Linked DNA regions of Mus musculus: all the other regions are linked to region 1. Evidence: chromatin contacts called from public Hi-C and HiChIP or PLAC-seq data. All regions are on one chromosome and are shown on one strand. Each heading gives the region's core, a stretch centred on a gene start, on an enhancer-like site or on the middle of the called end of the contact. The rest is flanking DNA. Distances are from core to core; before and after follow the strand shown.

Region 1 (2,589 bases), core at 38-2,537:
ATTCCCTAAACCATCCTCCATTCACCCGGTCACATGGTTAGGAGTCACGAATCTAAGCGGTGAACAAGCTTCAAACACGCCAAGGTAACTCCTTAAAACTGCTTTCGTGACACACTGTATCGTTTCCAGGCACTGCACCCTGCTAAGCATTTAAAAACATTTCTCCTGAAATCATCACAGAAAACCCCTTCCTCCAGATTTCTTTAAATCTGAAAAAAACTATCATAGCATGTCTTCTTTTGTACATAAAACGTCTGAATTCCATTCCCTTCCCCAAAAGTTCAGCTGTTACAGAATAAAAGGCTACGAGGAAAAAGAAGGGTTTCTAAAGCCGTATTCTTGGAAGAAGCACTAACTTTACACGTGTTCGGCCATAAACTCCGCACAGTTTATTTCCCCTCAAATTTGACCGTATTCACAAGCAAAACTAAGGTTCGAATATCTGAAGTCGCTGTTTTGGTCTTCGGCTTTCAAGTTCCTCGTTCTTCGGGTACCGAAGAGATGTTCCCCTAACAAAAAGCACCACGTTCCTTTCTAAGGCACCTGAACAGGTCGAACCCCAGTCCCGATTTTCTTTCACATTCACATCCGTTTGCCAAGGTTTTCCTGGACACTCGCAGGCCAGAGGACCACCCCGCACCCCAACCTAGCGACCCCCGCCCACCCACCCTCGCTCTCATAAACCCACTCCTTCCGCTTCACCCACTTCCACCTCGCACGTTTCTCTGGATTCACCGTGCTTCTTCCAGACTGTGGGCACCGAGGGGCTGGAGGCCGCCTGGCACCCACACGGATCTGGTCACTAAGGCCGGCAAAGGGCGCGGGGCGCGGGAAGGAAGCGGGAAAGCGGCGAGTGCGCCCCCTCCCCCGCCGGCGCACACCCCCTTCCGGCTCCCCTCCCCCGGCATTGTGCGAGCGGGGCCCAGGCCGCGGCCCGCCGCGATCCCCGCCCAGGCCCGACCCGTTCCCGCCCGAGGCCTGCTCCCGCGGAGGCCGCCACACAAAGCCCAGAGCCGGCCCCCGCGGCGCCCACGGACCCGACGAAGCGAGCGCGGGCTGACTTACAGGGCTGCTGCGGCCGCGCTGCCTCAGCCGGGGGACACCGACCGTTGGGCACCGGCGGCGACGCTCTCGGCCGTCCGTCCTCCCCCTCCGCCTCCGGTGGCGGCGACGTCTTCTTTCTCCTCCTCCTACCTCCCTCCCCCCCACCCCACCTCCTTCTTCTCCTCCCCCTCCTCCTCCGAACCACCGAAGTACCGAGGGTGAGGCACAGAGACTCACAACAACATGGCTGCCGCCGCCGCCTCCCCTCCCCTCCCTCCCCCGCCCACCGGCCGCGCGCAAAGCACTGCGGGAGAAAGGGGGGAGCACTCACCCAGCCGCGACGCCTCGCAGTGAAGTGCGTACTTCTCCCGCGCGCCGGGCGCAGGGGGCCGGCCGGGGCTCCGCGCGTGCGCACTGGCGCGGCGCTCTCCTCGCGGGTGAGGCCGCCATCGGGCGTGCACTTCCCGGCCTTTACCTTCTGGGATCAGGGCTGGCCTGCACGCCGGACCTCTGGCGCTCTGCTCCCGGGGCTGGTCACGCGCCTCGTGTGGTGCTGCAAACCCCCGACTTTCTGTGTGAGACTGAATTTATTCATCCACCGCTTCCTCCCGGATATCTCATTGTTCTCCCTAAACTGCCTGTGTGTAAGCACTGCTGCCCATGCACCCCAAAATTGAAGTCTCTTTCCCCCTACTTCCGGTATGCTGGCACCTACAGGAGTTGTAGACCTTAATACAGCCCTACCGCTCAACGTTTATCTCCCCTTTTCCACTCAAATGTTGGAGGTTTAGGGATAAAAAAAAAATGCACCTTGTTATCGTCTACAGTAGGCAAGTGTTACTGACTTCCTGCAATTGATGAGCCAGGGGTACTGGGTAAGCACAAAAGAAACTACCTTGGCTATGTATCAGACTGAATGTTTTCTTATTACCAGTTACAGAATTGTCTTGCCCTTCCTTGAAATCTGCAGGGAACAACAATGGCTCCAAAGATTTGGTCGCAGTCGTTGGGACCACTTTCTATCACACCTCTCTTGGAGAGTTTAGGCCCTCATGGGACAACTTCCTAATTAATGGCTTACCTCCTGGTTTTGACAATCCAGGGCCTTTTAATTAACTCAGTGTCTTCCCTAGGCATCTGTGAGCTCTACCAGGCTAAGGACTGTATGTGCTTTGTTCATGTGATGTATCCTAGTGCCTGTTAAACACAGCTCTTTGGGTTTTCATCATTATAAAGACAGACTGATTTAAAATTTATCTTGCCGGGCGTGGTGGCGCACGCCTTTAATCCCAGCACTTGGGAGTCAGAGGCAGTCGGATTTCTGAGTTCAAGGCCAGCCTGGTCTACAAAGTGAGTTCCAGGACAGCCAGGGCTATACAGAGAAACCCTGTCTCAAAAAACCAAAACCAAAATAAATAAATAAATAAATAAATAAAAATCTTACTGTTGTATCGCTTTGACAGAATACTAAATCAGGTCATTAATAAAGAAAATAAATTTACTTCCCAAGCGTCTGAAGACTAGGAAGTCCAATGCTAAAAGTAG
Region 2 (2,589 bases), core at 60-2,559, 39 kb before region 1:
AGAAGAAAAACAAAACAGTTATTAGCATATTATTATCATCTATATTATTAAACAGTAAAGATGTGCAAGTGGTAGGAAAAACAAGAAAGACAAAAATAACTAAATATAGACAACAAAACATGTACCAAACTTGAATTTTATCAGTAATAATTATATGGCTGAGTTAATTCACATTAGTTAGAACTAGATATCAAAAAAGTTAATTTTACAGAAAATTTTTTAGTATTCTTGTTTTAGATTAAATCTAAAAATGAGCGTTCTGACTGGAAAATAGATTATATAAATAATAACATTTTATTTCTAGATCTTTGATTACCAATTATCAACTGAGAAAAAAAATCTTAAAAACTAACAACATTTATCAAGTATAAATTTTCAAATGTATGTGTGAGTGTGTTTTCACGCCACAGAGCACATGTGGAGGTCAGATGATAACCTGTGGAGCTGGCACTCTCCTTCCCCATAGATCCTGGATTTTAAGATCAAATTTGGGTCATCAGGCTTTGTGACAAACGCACTGGAGCATCTTGCTGGCCCAAATTACAGACAGATTTAACCAATGATGCAAATAATCAAAATGATTCCCTCCATTAATCATAATCTTTAGTGTGTAATCTGTTACTACTAACCTCAGAGGTGTTTCAGAAAGTAACAAAATGTAAACAAGACATTAAGAAATAAAAGGAAAGTTTAAATACATTAATACCAGCTTTTTCTTCTAATAATGAAAAGGTGTAACTTAATTGAAAAGACTTACCTATATGTGGCTGCTGAGCTGCTGCTAATGCATACTGCTGCTGCTGAGCTGCAGTTAACTGCTGAACTGTTAGTGCACTAGTCCTCTGAAAGAGCTATCCAGGAAAATATTTAATACAAAGATTAATACCAAAACATCGCAATTCTCATTAAAAAGCTATGAATATTTTAAACACTTATTTGAAGAACTTTCTTAACCATAATGACATTTTAATCAATAAAGCATTAAGTGTCAAAACCCTTATCATTCCTAGTGAGTCATACCACTTCAGATTTCACTAATAATAGTGTTACAGAAGTCTCTTTACCTGCTGTTGGGAATTGTAGTCAAAAAGGCCTACAGTAGCTCCTGAAGAATCCATGGGTACCTGATTACCAGGATAGTCAAACTGTAAGGAATCCAGACCAACTTGGTCCATTGCATCCAGATTCTGAGTTTCAGGGTTTGAAAATTCTTCAACAAGTGGTTTATTCGCTGTCGGATTAGGAAGAGGGCCCAATCCTTCTGGGGGATTAGTACTAGGGCCAAGGCGCTCAACTACTTCAGTTGGAGAGGCTTGGCGACTTCCAGGAGTGCGACTAAGTAAAGAAAACAGAAGAGCACTATGAGTAAACGGAGCAAATCCAAGGGTAAATAAAATAGTTAAGTATGAAGGGGAAAAAAGTCCCAAAATATGAAGAATAAGTAAGGCTTTCTGAGTCATCAAATGTTCCATTTCTCATATCTTTTCCTATTTCGTAACTACTTAAGGTAACAGTTTCAGTATTTTTAATTTTATCACTCTCCTCAATTTGAATAGCATAATCATATAACTCAATCATACAGATAAGACAAAGACACAGGTAAGAAAATTTGTCAAAATTTACAACTATACTACTTGAAACTTTTGTCTAAAGCCATAGACAAAAATTAAGAATAAAAAACAACTATTAAATAACAAATATGGCAAAAAAAAAAAAACCCCAAATATGGCAAAGCTCAAAATTCCACTTATCAAAAAACTAACCAGACATGATGGTTAAGTTTCCGTGAGTGAAAGAAATCTAAACTAAAACAAAAGCTGACTCACAACTGTGACTTTCAAAGGTTTTTTTCTGTGCAAACCCTTTTATCTTTTGCACTTGCTTCCTTAATGAGAATAAATGTAAGACTGGGTAGTTTTAGCTAAAAGAACAGAAGAGCAAGCAAGAAAGGGAGTAGCAGCCAAACAGCGAGCCTTTATGAAAGCCCTATACAATAAACAGCTACCCAAAGATCATCTCTACTGTTCCAAGTTGTTTCTCTTTAAAGGTAAATGTAGTAAATTTTGAAAACTTAAAAAGTATACAGAACACACACAATTTTATATAAACAAAATACCAACCCCGCTGCACCACACTACCCTAATTTTCACAAGAAATTCACTAATACTGAATTAAAATTTCAGCATTGGTTTCTCTTCTCATCAACATTGTTCATGTTTCTGACATACTACTACTACTACTACTACTACTACTACTACTACTGATGATGATGATGATGATGCAGTATTCTGCCTGCATGTATACCTGCAGGCCAGAAAAGGGGTCCAGATCTCATTATAGATGGTTGGTTGTGAGCCACCATGTGGTTGCTGGGAATTGAACTCAACCTCTGGAAGAGCAGCCAGTACTCTTAACTAGTGAGCCCCTCTAATATTCTTTTTACACTGTTTTTAATCCTAACATAGTCTATCTTTTCTTATATATGTTTTATATAGGAATCTTACTTTAAGTGTATTGCTCTGAGAAACTATGCATTCATAACACATTCAAAGTATATAAGTACCTAAGTTTAGTAGTAATGAGTGTTTT
Region 3 (2,589 bases), core at 31-2,530, 33 kb after region 1:
TGAACAGGGGTGACTACTTGTATAGCAAAGTCCTGTTCCACAAGCTGGGTGACTACTTTTGGTTCTGTGAGCCAGGCTAAGGCCTACAATGCCCTGCTCTGATTAATAAATCCCTTGGAAGTTCTGAATATGCTGTGCAGCCAGCGTGTCTGATCTGTCTGTGCTCTCTGATAGAATAATTCTTGATTCTAGCAGTCCATTGAGTTAAAGTAGGGTCAACAGCCTGTTTATAAAGAAGTACAATATTTTACATCATTAAGGCTGGGAAATAGCTACAGACATTGAGTGGTTTTCTTTCTAGTCTAGTTCCTATGAAGACAAGATGTCAGCGACCCAAGGATGGCACCCTTAGTAATTTATTAAACCTATGCAAAGAAGGATGCTTTTTCCCGTTTGCATTCTTTTGTTTCAGTATTTCTGAAGCCCCAGTACAGGACGGGTTCTCGTGTGTCTCAGGTGATTTTTATAAGATTTATTCATCTATCTCGCGTCTATGTGAGCTCACTATAGCTGCACAGGGTGTGAGCCTGCGTGGGGGTCTCTGGGAATCGAGTGACAGGACCTCTGAGCGCTCCGGCCTCGCCCCAGACATTTAGAGTTTTTTGGGGGGTGTCAGGGTTTTGCTGCTTTTTTAAAGAGTAGTGTTTAGTGCTCTTGAGTATTTTTATTTAAAATGCTAGGGTTTTATTTTTGGGGTTTAAGAGTTTTAGGGTCTCCAGGCAGGGGTGGCACACGCTTTTCATCCCAGCAGCACTTGGGACGAGGCAGAGGCAGTGGATCTCTGAGTTCGAGGTCAACCTGGGCTACAGCGTGAGCTCCCACACGATAAGCACACGAGACTTTTTTTATTTTATATAAAAATCACGGCCGCCCGCCCTTGTCTTTGCAGACGCGGATCTCTCTGCGGGGGGCGGGGGGGGGCGGTTTCAGTCTCTGGGGCTGTCAGTCACGGTCGGGCGGGCGGGACTTCTGGCGCTGTTCCCTGCTCCTGGAAACAGTGAGTGGGGAAGCTTCCCGATTGGAAGCTGCTGCCGTCAATCACAGCGGAGTGGGCGGGACTTCCCGCCACAGACCAGCACTCTCAAGCAGAGCGCGTGCACAGACCCGAGCCTCCTGTTTTCCCGCCGCTGCCACCCGAAAACGGCCCGCCAGGGTCTCTCCGCCGCCGCCGTGAGCGCCGCTGTCCCGGGGACAGCGGATTGGAAGCAGGCAGTCACTGGCCGTGGACAGGAAGTCTCTCTCCCGCCATCTCAGGTCAGTGCAGTGGCGGGCATGTCCCTGCCTCAGCCTCGAGGCATGCTGGGAGTTGTAGTTCTGTTCCGGCTTTGGGTCCTCTGAGCCTCGCCCCCTTTTTCTTTTTTTTTTTTTTTTCGAGACTGGGTTGATTTTTTTGTTTTTTGTTTTTTGTTTTTGTTTTCTTTTTCATGGGACTAGACTTTATTTATTTAATTTATTTATTTTTATTAGATATTTTCTTTATATACATTTCAAATGCTATCCGGAAAGTTTTCTATACCCTCCCTCTGCCCTGCTCCCCTACCTTCCCACTCCCGGTTCTTCCCTGTATTGGGGTATATAAAGTTTGCAATACCAAGGGGCCTCTCTTCCCAGTGATGGCCGACTAGGCCATCTTCTGCTACATATGCAGCTGGAGATATGAGCTCTGGGGGTACTGGTTAGTTCTATTGTTGTTCCACCTATAGGGGTGCAGACCCCTTCAGCTCCTTGGGTGCTTACTCTAGCTTCTTCATTGGGGGCCCTGTGTTCCATCTTATAGATGACTGTGAGCATCCACTTCTGTATTTGCCATGCACTGACATAGCCTCATATAAGACAGCTATAACAGGGTCCTTTCAGCAAAATCTATCAGGCATTGTGCAATAGTGTTTGGGTTTGGTGGCTGATTGTGGGATGGATCCCCAGGTGGGGTAGTCTCTGGATGGTCCATCCTTTCGTCTTAGCGCCAAACTTTGTCTCTGTAACTCCTTTTAGTATTTTGTTCCCAATCTAAGGAGAAATGAAGTATCCACCCATTGGTCTTCCCTCTGCTTGATTTTCTTGTGTTTTGCAAATTGTATCTTGGGTGTTCTATGTTTCTGGGCTAATATCCACTTATCAGTGAGTGCCTACCTAATGACTTCTTTTGTGATTGGGTTACCTCACTAAGGATGATATCCTCCAGATACATCCATTTGTCCAAGACTTTCATAAATCCATTGTTTTTAATAGCTGAGTAATACTCCATTGTGTACATGTACCACATTTTCTGTATCCATTCTTCTGTTGAGGGACATCTGGGTTCTTTCCAGCTTCTGGCTATTATAAATAAGGCTGCTATGAACATAGTGGAGCATGTGTTCTTATTACCAGTTGGAACTTCTTCTGGGTATATGCCCAGGAGAGGCATTGCTGGATCTACCGGCAGTACTATGTCCAATTTTCTGAGGATCTTCCAGACTGACTTCCAGAGTGCTTGTACAAGCTTGCAATCCCACCAACAATGGAGGAGTGTTCCTCTTTCTCCACATCCTCGCCAGCATCTGCTGTCACCTGAATTTTTGATCTTAGCCATTCTGACTGGTGTGAGGT

Evidence for each region. Hi-C and Micro-C count contacts between places; a contact is called where the count stands out from the background. HiChIP or PLAC-seq counts read pairs in DNA pulled down with a chosen protein or histone mark.
Region 2: an H3K27ac HiChIP or PLAC-seq map of embryonic stem cells shows a contact between it and region 1, with 7 read pairs. The contact joins the enhancer-like site here to the promoter of Pum2 in region 1. A contact is called at or near these places in 4 of 39 promoter capture datasets (the C10 cell line, the HPC-7 cell line, hematopoietic stem and progenitor cells and 1 more), 2 of 15 datasets of contacts at CTCF or cohesin (CD8 T cells and the NIH/3T3 cell line), 3 of 484 Hi-C or Micro-C datasets (nephron progenitors, pancreatic cancer cells and round spermatid), 10 of 115 datasets of contacts at active chromatin or transcription factors (the 230-238 cell line, CD8 T cells, the HPC-7 cell line and 5 more) and 3 of 9 other capture datasets (adipose tissue, liver and pancreatic islet).
Region 3: a contact with region 1 is called in a Hi-C map of myeloid progenitors, with 3 times the contacts expected there. The contact joins the enhancer-like site here to the promoter of Pum2 in region 1. A contact is called at or near these places in 7 of 39 promoter capture datasets (3T3-L1-derived adipocytes, the C10 cell line, the HPC-7 cell line and 2 more), 1 of 15 datasets of contacts at CTCF or cohesin (pro-B cells), 84 of 484 Hi-C or Micro-C datasets (the AML12 cell line, B cells, the Ba/F3 cell line and 50 more), 26 of 115 datasets of contacts at active chromatin or transcription factors (the 230-238 cell line, CD8 T cells, the HPC-7 cell line and 18 more) and 3 of 9 other capture datasets (adipose tissue, liver and pancreatic islet).

The regions. Positions count from the first base shown.
Region 1 is chr12:8,672,957-8,675,545 of GRCm38.p6, reverse strand. Pum2 (pumilio RNA-binding family member 2) reads right to left here and starts at 1,287. Exons shown (of 21, transcript NM_001160220.1): 1 at 1,066-1,287.
Region 2 is chr12:8,712,106-8,714,694 of GRCm38.p6, reverse strand. It overlaps Pum2 (pumilio RNA-binding family member 2), which reads right to left. Exons shown (of 21, transcript NM_001160220.1): 6 at 1,065-1,335; 7 at 758-851. Among named protein-coding and RNA genes, the nearest start is that of Pum2, 39 kb to the right of the region's middle. Within about 2 kb of position 1,309, at least 6 of the 459 cell types and tissues checked have an H3K27ac peak or open chromatin away from gene starts, as enhancers often do.
Region 3 is chr12:8,639,507-8,642,095 of GRCm38.p6, reverse strand. No RefSeq gene overlaps it. Among named protein-coding and RNA genes, the nearest start is that of Pum2, 33 kb to the left of the region's middle. Within about 2 kb of position 1,280, at least 448 of the 459 cell types and tissues checked have an H3K27ac peak or open chromatin away from gene starts, as enhancers often do. A contact at or near this core is called in the 230-238 cell line, 3T3-L1-derived adipocytes, the AML12 cell line and 68 more, where this site is marked.